Regions from separate parts of the Mus musculus genome. Here region 2 is linked to region 1. A link is a contact called in public ChIA-PET data. All regions are on one chromosome and are shown on one strand. The core of a region is the stretch at or near the end of the contact, and the rest is flanking DNA. Distances in the headings are between cores, read along the strand shown.

Region 1 (3,527 bases), core at 636-3,135:
TGGACAGATTTGTCTTTTAATTTGCTGTTTATCGAACATCTATCATGGACAAGCTTCTGGGCCAGGGATGCAGCATCAAGGAAGGCTCCAGCTCTCCATTAGCAAAAAGGGTTTTAGAGTTCTCTGATAGAAGATGGCAAAAGGAAGAGGCATATTCAGGACACTGGCTCTCTACCAGGTGGCCTGGACACACCCACAGTACATGTCACAGACCAGAGTGGCCCATCTAGGACCTATGTTTATGGACTGTGTTGACTTTGGTTGGTATCCTAGATGTCGAACGGAGGAGGCCGGAAGCCTACTCCATACCAGGCCTGCTGAACTCAGTGAAAAACTAGCTCTGCTATTTAAGAGATGGGTGTGAGACCATCCAACTGGCCCTGGTCAGGCAGCCAAGCTGTGCTAGGGAGTTGTCAGATGAATAGTATGAGAACCGTGAATACTTTTGCAGGTACTGAAGAATGGTTCCATGTTGCTAAGAGGCTGGAGAGATGGCTTAGCACCTAAGAGCACTTCCTGCTCTTCCAGAGGATCCAGAGGATCTAAATCCAGTACCCAGTACACGTGCGGCATGGCTCACAACCACCTGTAATTCCACTGTAAGGATACACACACTGCCACTCCCACCAAACAAACAAACAAAAGTAAAACAATGAATCTGGAAAAAAAATAGACAAGACTTGACATCTTGTATCTTTTTTTATTCTGCCAGCCTAAACCCTTCTGATACACACACACACACACACACACACACACACATAGTGTGTATGTATGCATATATATATATATATATATTTTTTTTTTTTTAAAGTTACTACCATTACCACTATTTGTGGTTCTATGGATCACAGAGCCTTGCACATGCTCAGCAAACACTCTTCACCTAAGCCACCTCCCTAGCCCGGCTGAGGATTCTACTTGTGGTTTTTCTTGTTCTGCACTCCTATAGAAGGCATCAGTGGGTCTCCTCAGGGAGCGCTCACTCACACTAGAATTAACTGCATTCCAGTTTGGTTCCCCAGCTACATTGTGCATTCTGGAGGAGCAGGGCCAGTATGTTATTCCATGGGATTCTCTGTTGTGCTCAGCCTAGAGTGAGCACTTGGAGATCTTAGGAAGGACAGTTCACTTAGAGCACAGAGATTCTAGCTTTCAGTCAAAGCTGCTTCTGAATCACATGATTAAATTACTGTCTCCTCGGGCTTACAGTCATCATTGTCACATTTGCACCATTAGCCTACATCCCGACTTGCTGAGAAAAGATACCCTGGGGCCACTCACACTCTAAATAAAGAATCAGAAGCCCCTTCAGGTGCCCTCTGGTGATCCTGCTGTCTGCCCTCTTGTTAATAGACATTTATTAAACACCCACACAGAGAATCTAGTGAAGACACGTGCAGTTCAGTGCTGAAGGATTGCAGATTCTGTAGCAAGCACAGGGGCTGCCATCAAGAATCTTCGGAGCTGTGTTGGAGAGATGGCTCAGGATGTAAGAGTGCTAACCGCTCTTGCAGAGGATCTGGGCTCTGTTCCCAGCACCTATGTGGCAGCTCGAAACCGCCCGTAACTCTAGTTCCAGGGGATCCCATGTCCTCTGACCTTCACAGGCTTCTGTACACACATGGCACATATACTCAGGTGCACACACATAAGTTCATAAAATTAAGTAAATAAATAATTTTAGAAAGTCCCCTGAGAGCTAAACGACGATTTGGGCACATTTGTGCTCCAGTAGCCAGCTCAACCCCGGGGCACACATCTCACATCCTGCTTGTATGTACTAGACGTGACAGTTCTATCTGTGATGGGGACCAAGAGGGGTGCTATCATTTTCGACGAAGAAGACCATCATTTGCTGCCAGACTAGCTACAGAGGTGGCACCAGCACAACTTGGCATCTGGTGGCCTGTCTGCCTGGGTGGGCCTGACCACAGACCTCAGAGCTGTGGGGAGTGACTGAGGAGGGCAGAATGACCAACCAGAGACCACACGGGGGCGGAGGGCGGGCTTTGCTTTTGCTTTAGATCTGGCACTGGCCATCTAAGAAACTCTTGAGAAAAATCAAGATGTAAGTAAGTTGCAAGCTGGCTTTTGTGGCTTTTGTGGAAATATTTATTTATGTTTTTCAAAAGCAGCCCGGTCTTCAGCTCTAAGAAGCTCACTGTGACATCCTTTGCTTCTTTTGACCACAAAAGCCACACATCCGCATCCCTGCGAGCGAGGAGGCTACGACAGGAGGTTGTGATCGTCCTACAGATCTTGATGAAAGAAAAGAAAAGACTGGCGGTGAAGCCTCCAGTGTAGGCTGTAGTGTGTACATTCTTTAGACGCTGGGGCTCTTACAAAAGGACTTTCGCCCATCCTTGGATTGGAGTCTCTATCAGCTAAATGGTGTATGCCCAGCCACGTGACCATAACCAGTTTCTCCTCTTTTTAATCCTCCTTGATGTGTGGTCCCCCAATATGAAATGTTTTGGGTGGGCTCTCATCTCTCCTGGTTATTTAGAAAGTGACTGTTTTTGTCTTGGATTCTGCCAGCTGTTTTCAGCTGCCGACCCAGGTTTGTGACCCTTTGAGTGAACTGCCATTTTTCTCTCTGGTCACGTATCAGCCATGTATGTTGCCCCTGGCCCCTAAGCATGATCTAGAATATCTTGTATGGTAGACACACTGTATGGGGCATCCTGCTTGTCCCAGGTCAGATTTCATTAATGACTTATGGCATCTTTTCTCATTGAGCTGGGCTGAGTTTTGGCTCTGACCTCAGTCTGGGTGCAAGGGATCAACTACTTAATATTGTCCACAGTAAAGAGGAAAGAGCATCCATTTTGTTTAACAAACAGGATTTCTCACTTCCAGGCATAACAGATATATTGGCAGATAATTGGAAACAAGATCCTTCTTACCCAGGTTGTCTAGTTGGTCAGTTCTTGCATAAAAAAAAGAGCAAGCGAGACTCTTTAATAACTATCATCCTGGATTTCATGACCTCTGACTGTCAGGCATTTGGGGGTGGAATTCAGTCATTTTTCTCTTAAGTGATTTAGTTTCAATGAAACCAAACTAGGGTGTTTTCAGAAATCTCAAATGTCTTCTGCAGAGGTCTACTACATTTAATGAAGGAAAACATTAATAACTAGCATCTAGGTTTGTTTTGAGGTCATTAAAGTGGATGATATGATGTAATTGCTATGTACAGAGAAAGCCTTAAATATTTACTCAGAGAGGATGTATTAAATTATCTGTGACATTTTAGTATAAAACACTTGCCATGCGATGAGTTAGAGGGACAGATGGGGCCTTGACTGAAGTCTCTCATCTTCCCTTAGATGTAGGTCTAATGGACTCCAGTAAATACTAAATAAATGAATGGACTTCAGTACTCTGTAAATACTAAATAAATGAACAGCTGAGTTGTTTGGACACACTGCATACCAGCTTGCTTTATAAACAAGATAAAGTTACTTGACTTAGGAGAAATGACTGCAGTTCATTGTCTCAATTTTCAGGACAACAGCCTGGAACTA
Region 2 (3,527 bases), core at 490-2,989, 240 kb before region 1:
CATCTGGGAGTGTCATGTTCAGAGGGTGGCCCTATACCTATCACTGCCTATGTGGACACAGAGAGGAGCCTCTGGTGCTGATGAAGGCATTAGCCTCCTGTGACTTGAGAACTTGGCATCTCCTATCACAATGGCTCTCAGGCCAGGGAGACTCTGGGTTGGAAAGAGAGCCCAGCCCTGATCAACTGGTTAATTGTCATGACTGGGTATACATTTTGCCAAGGGCTAGGACTCCCATTTTCTTATGGCCCTGAGTTAGGGCCACAGTGCACAGACCCATAGCTCTCTAAGAGGACAGAGGCCCAAACCTCTAAGGCTTTAAACAACTCTGCACAGCATCTTACTCTTACTCCAAGCTTCCAGGTCACTGTGGTACCCTGGCAAACAGCTGAACCAGGCTGCAGAGGGCAGAATAGCTCAGACACGTAGCATGACGTCTCTTTCTAGAAATAAAGGTGTTCTGGCCTCCTTAGCTCTGTGCAAGTTTCCTTCCCCAGACACCATCGCTCCCTATTGGCCGGGAGAAGCCGGTCCCTGGGCATGAGAGGCATGGACTGGCAGGTGATGTCACCTTTCCCCCAAGGCCTTGAGATGGCAGCTTGAGAGGCTGACTCGATGGTTCTCAGAGAGCCATGAGCCCCAGGCTCAACTTTACCTTTGACTTATTCAGTACCTTGCCAGCCAAGGGCCCGGTCTACGGCTCCCATCACCTGCTCACACTCAGACTTGTAAGGTCAGGTAAGAGGGTGACTCTGAGACCAGTCCTTTGAGAAACCATCTCCATGTTCTGTTCCCCTTTGGTAAAGATCTTCAGTTTGCTTTGTGGTCATCACTGGCTATTTCCATTAGACGTGCACAGCAGAGACCCAGCAGGGCAAGCCCTCAAGGAGCTGGTTACGTGAGCAGCACTGCTCAGGGCCCTGTGGCGATGCTAAGGAATGGGAAAGGACATCTTTGTTTTCTCTTTGCCTGCTGTTAGCCTAACCGTGAAAGTATCTCTTTATACAGAATACTTACAGATTCTAATATATATTTGTATTTCATTTTGTTATAGTATTTTTATATGTTAAAGTCAACCTCCAGTGTCTTGTTTTGATTTTCAGATGCTCTGTGGTTGTGACCTTTTGTTTGGGGTTTCTGTAGTCGTTTGAGTCAACTCTTAGAAACTGGCTTCAAACAGTCCCTGAGGGAGCTGCACCTGTCCTTTCCCCAGAAGTATTGTTTTAGGATATGTCAGTATTGTCTGCTGTCTTCCATGTGAACATGACATTGATTCATGGACTTTCTGCCTGGTCTCTTTCTTCATCAAAACGAGCCTGCTGCTACCAGCATTGACCTTCCCAGGGTGGGAAGGCCCTGGGTTACCACACTGACCACAGTCATCACAGCCTGCTGGGATGTTTGCCAACCTTGATGTGGCAAGGCTTGTTCATCAGGAAGGAGAGGGGTGTGTGACAAACTGGGGAGGCTTACTCTCATTTCCTGCCAAGTGTTTAAGTCACACTAATATTTTCAGCATTTGCCTACAGAGCCACTCACACATTTAACCAGACTCCAAGGGTCTTGGAGCATCCAAGCGGCCGTAGAAAGCAGCATGTATTCTCAGATAATCAATCCTAGAAGGGGCGTGTGTCCAGGCCAGTAAAGGGAGCCCATACACCAGACCAGAACACTGCACATAGGAAATGACATGAGTAACAGGATCTAAGTTTCTAAGACAGGGACCCGCCCCCCATAGGTCACCAAAGGAAGGATGTGCCAAGCCCTCCTCCATTGAGGCCAGAGCCATGAACTGATCTCACATAGGGATGTAGTGATGTCAAAAGGCTCCATTCTAAGAGCACATGACCACCTTGAAAGGGCACGGGAATGGTAACTCTGGTGCCTTCACAATAGCTGAGAATTTGGAGAGGAAGGGCATGCTGGAGAGCATGGTAGAGGAGAGCAAGTGAAACCCTGTAGGTCACAGGCTCAAGTGTATGGGGGAGAGGTAAGCCAGTGGTCAGCGCAACTTGGCCCATCATTTCTATTGCCACATCAGATTAAAGCAGTAGGTACCAACAGGGGCAAGTGGAAACAGTCACCGCTGGAGACTACGGCACATGAAGAACATTTTCCAGTCTATTTGTACCAGCTGGTTTTCACCATGACCTAAATTTCTTAGCTTCAAACAAAACACCAGAAACCAAAAACAAACCAAAAATAAAACACCCCCCCACAACAAAACTAGAGACCCCAATTTTTTGAGTGAAAAACTTATAGTTTTAAACTATTTTTTTAAATCCTGGGTTAAGTTGGGTGTGGTGGCGCACACCTTTAGTCCCAGCACTCGGGAGGCAGAGGCAGGAGGATTTCTGAGTTCAAGGCCAGCCTGGTCTACAAAGTGAGTTCCAGGACAGCCAGAGCTATACAGAGAAATCCTGTCTAGAAAAAAAAAATCCTGGGTTAAATAAACACATCTGTAGATTGGAAATTTACAACTTCATCGTTAAAGCAAACCCCGGGGTTGCTGGACAGTCACTATCAATTCCGTGAATATCCAGGATTGGTTCCCCATGGGTCTCCTGGGTCAACCATGACTTTGAACAGACTCACTTCCAGCAGATCCAACAAGTCAGATCGCAGAAGTCGTTCTGGCAAGTGCGAGGTTTGTTTTCTGTCACATTCCTGCTGGGGTCACAGAAGTGGACAGCACTTGGCTGGCTGGCTTGTCCCCTCCCTTCAGGTTGCACATCCACCTTTCCTGCCCCGTCCAGTGACTCCCACGATGCTTCCATTATATTTATATCCGTCCCCTGAGTAAGGTATAGCTCAGAGGGTCATTAATCGTTTAGGGTAGTGCCCAGCCCCATGGCTGACAGTCTGCTTTCAGCCACACACTAGTGAGGCAGGGGACTGTGCTGTACTGTCCCCTCCCCATCTGCAGTGACTACACAAACACACTTTAATATCAAAGAACTTTAATATGCTGCAATAAAATAAGCGCCTTGAAAAAGCTCACAGATGTCAAGGTTAGAGAAATCCCTCCCACACACCCTCTAGTTCCACACCCCTCCCCTCAAAACCAAACCAGAAAATCCTTCCAAGCCTGGACGTCGGTGTGGGCCCCCTTTATCAAGAACAAAAACACAGTTATCTATGTGGTCCATAGGAAAGCAAAACACAGAAGCCAGAAAGTCTACGAGATTCCAATATTTAAGAGACTTGGTACATACTCAAAGTTAAAATAACTCCAACTTTTATAGCTATACATACTGTTTTAAAGCAACTTAATATATTTTTAAATTTCATATATACACTCTCAAAGGTTCTTCAGGTGAGGTATGTAAACATTGTCTAATGAAAATTTTTCAATGTTTCAAACCAACAAATTCACAGCATACATTGAATTTCATCCATTAAAGACACAGTATTTTCCTACACTCACTAACAGTGGAATCCAGGCCCAGAGGCACGTGCTGTCCGGCCAGTGGCCATTTGCAGAGTCTTTTCGCTCCACTAGTCTGAAAGGCGCTGGGGTAAGGGAG

Evidence for each region. ChIA-PET counts read pairs in DNA pulled down with a chosen protein or histone mark.
Region 2: a contact with region 1 is called in an RNA polymerase II ChIA-PET map of memory CD8 T cells, with 19 read pairs. The contact joins two enhancer-like sites. A contact is called at or near these places in 8 of 39 promoter capture datasets (the 3T3-L1 cell line, 3T3-L1-derived adipocytes, cranial neural crest and 4 more), 1 of 15 datasets of contacts at CTCF or cohesin (the NIH/3T3 cell line), 4 of 115 datasets of contacts at active chromatin or transcription factors (cardiomyocytes, effector CD8 T cells, memory CD8 T cells and 1 more) and 1 of 9 other capture datasets (pancreatic islet).

The regions. Positions count from the first base shown.
Region 1 is chr19:41,353,114-41,356,640 of GRCm38.p6, reverse strand. The region is part of intron 2 of Pik3ap1 (phosphoinositide-3-kinase adaptor protein 1); the gene reads left to right. Among named protein-coding and RNA genes, the nearest start is that of Pik3ap1, 30 kb to the left of the region's middle. Within about 2 kb of position 1,885, at least 35 of the 459 cell types and tissues checked have an H3K27ac peak or open chromatin away from gene starts, as enhancers often do. A contact at or near this core is called in memory CD8 T cells, where this site is marked.
Region 2 is chr19:41,595,578-41,599,104 of GRCm38.p6, reverse strand. It overlaps Lcor (ligand dependent nuclear receptor corepressor), which reads right to left. Exons shown (of 8, transcript NM_001370767.1): 8 at 2,944-3,527. It also overlaps a transcript of Slit1 not described here. Among named protein-coding and RNA genes, the nearest start is that of Gm52407, 6.6 kb to the left of the region's middle. Within about 2 kb of position 1,739, at least 100 of the 459 cell types and tissues checked have an H3K27ac peak or open chromatin away from gene starts, as enhancers often do. A contact at or near this core is called in memory CD8 T cells, where this site is marked.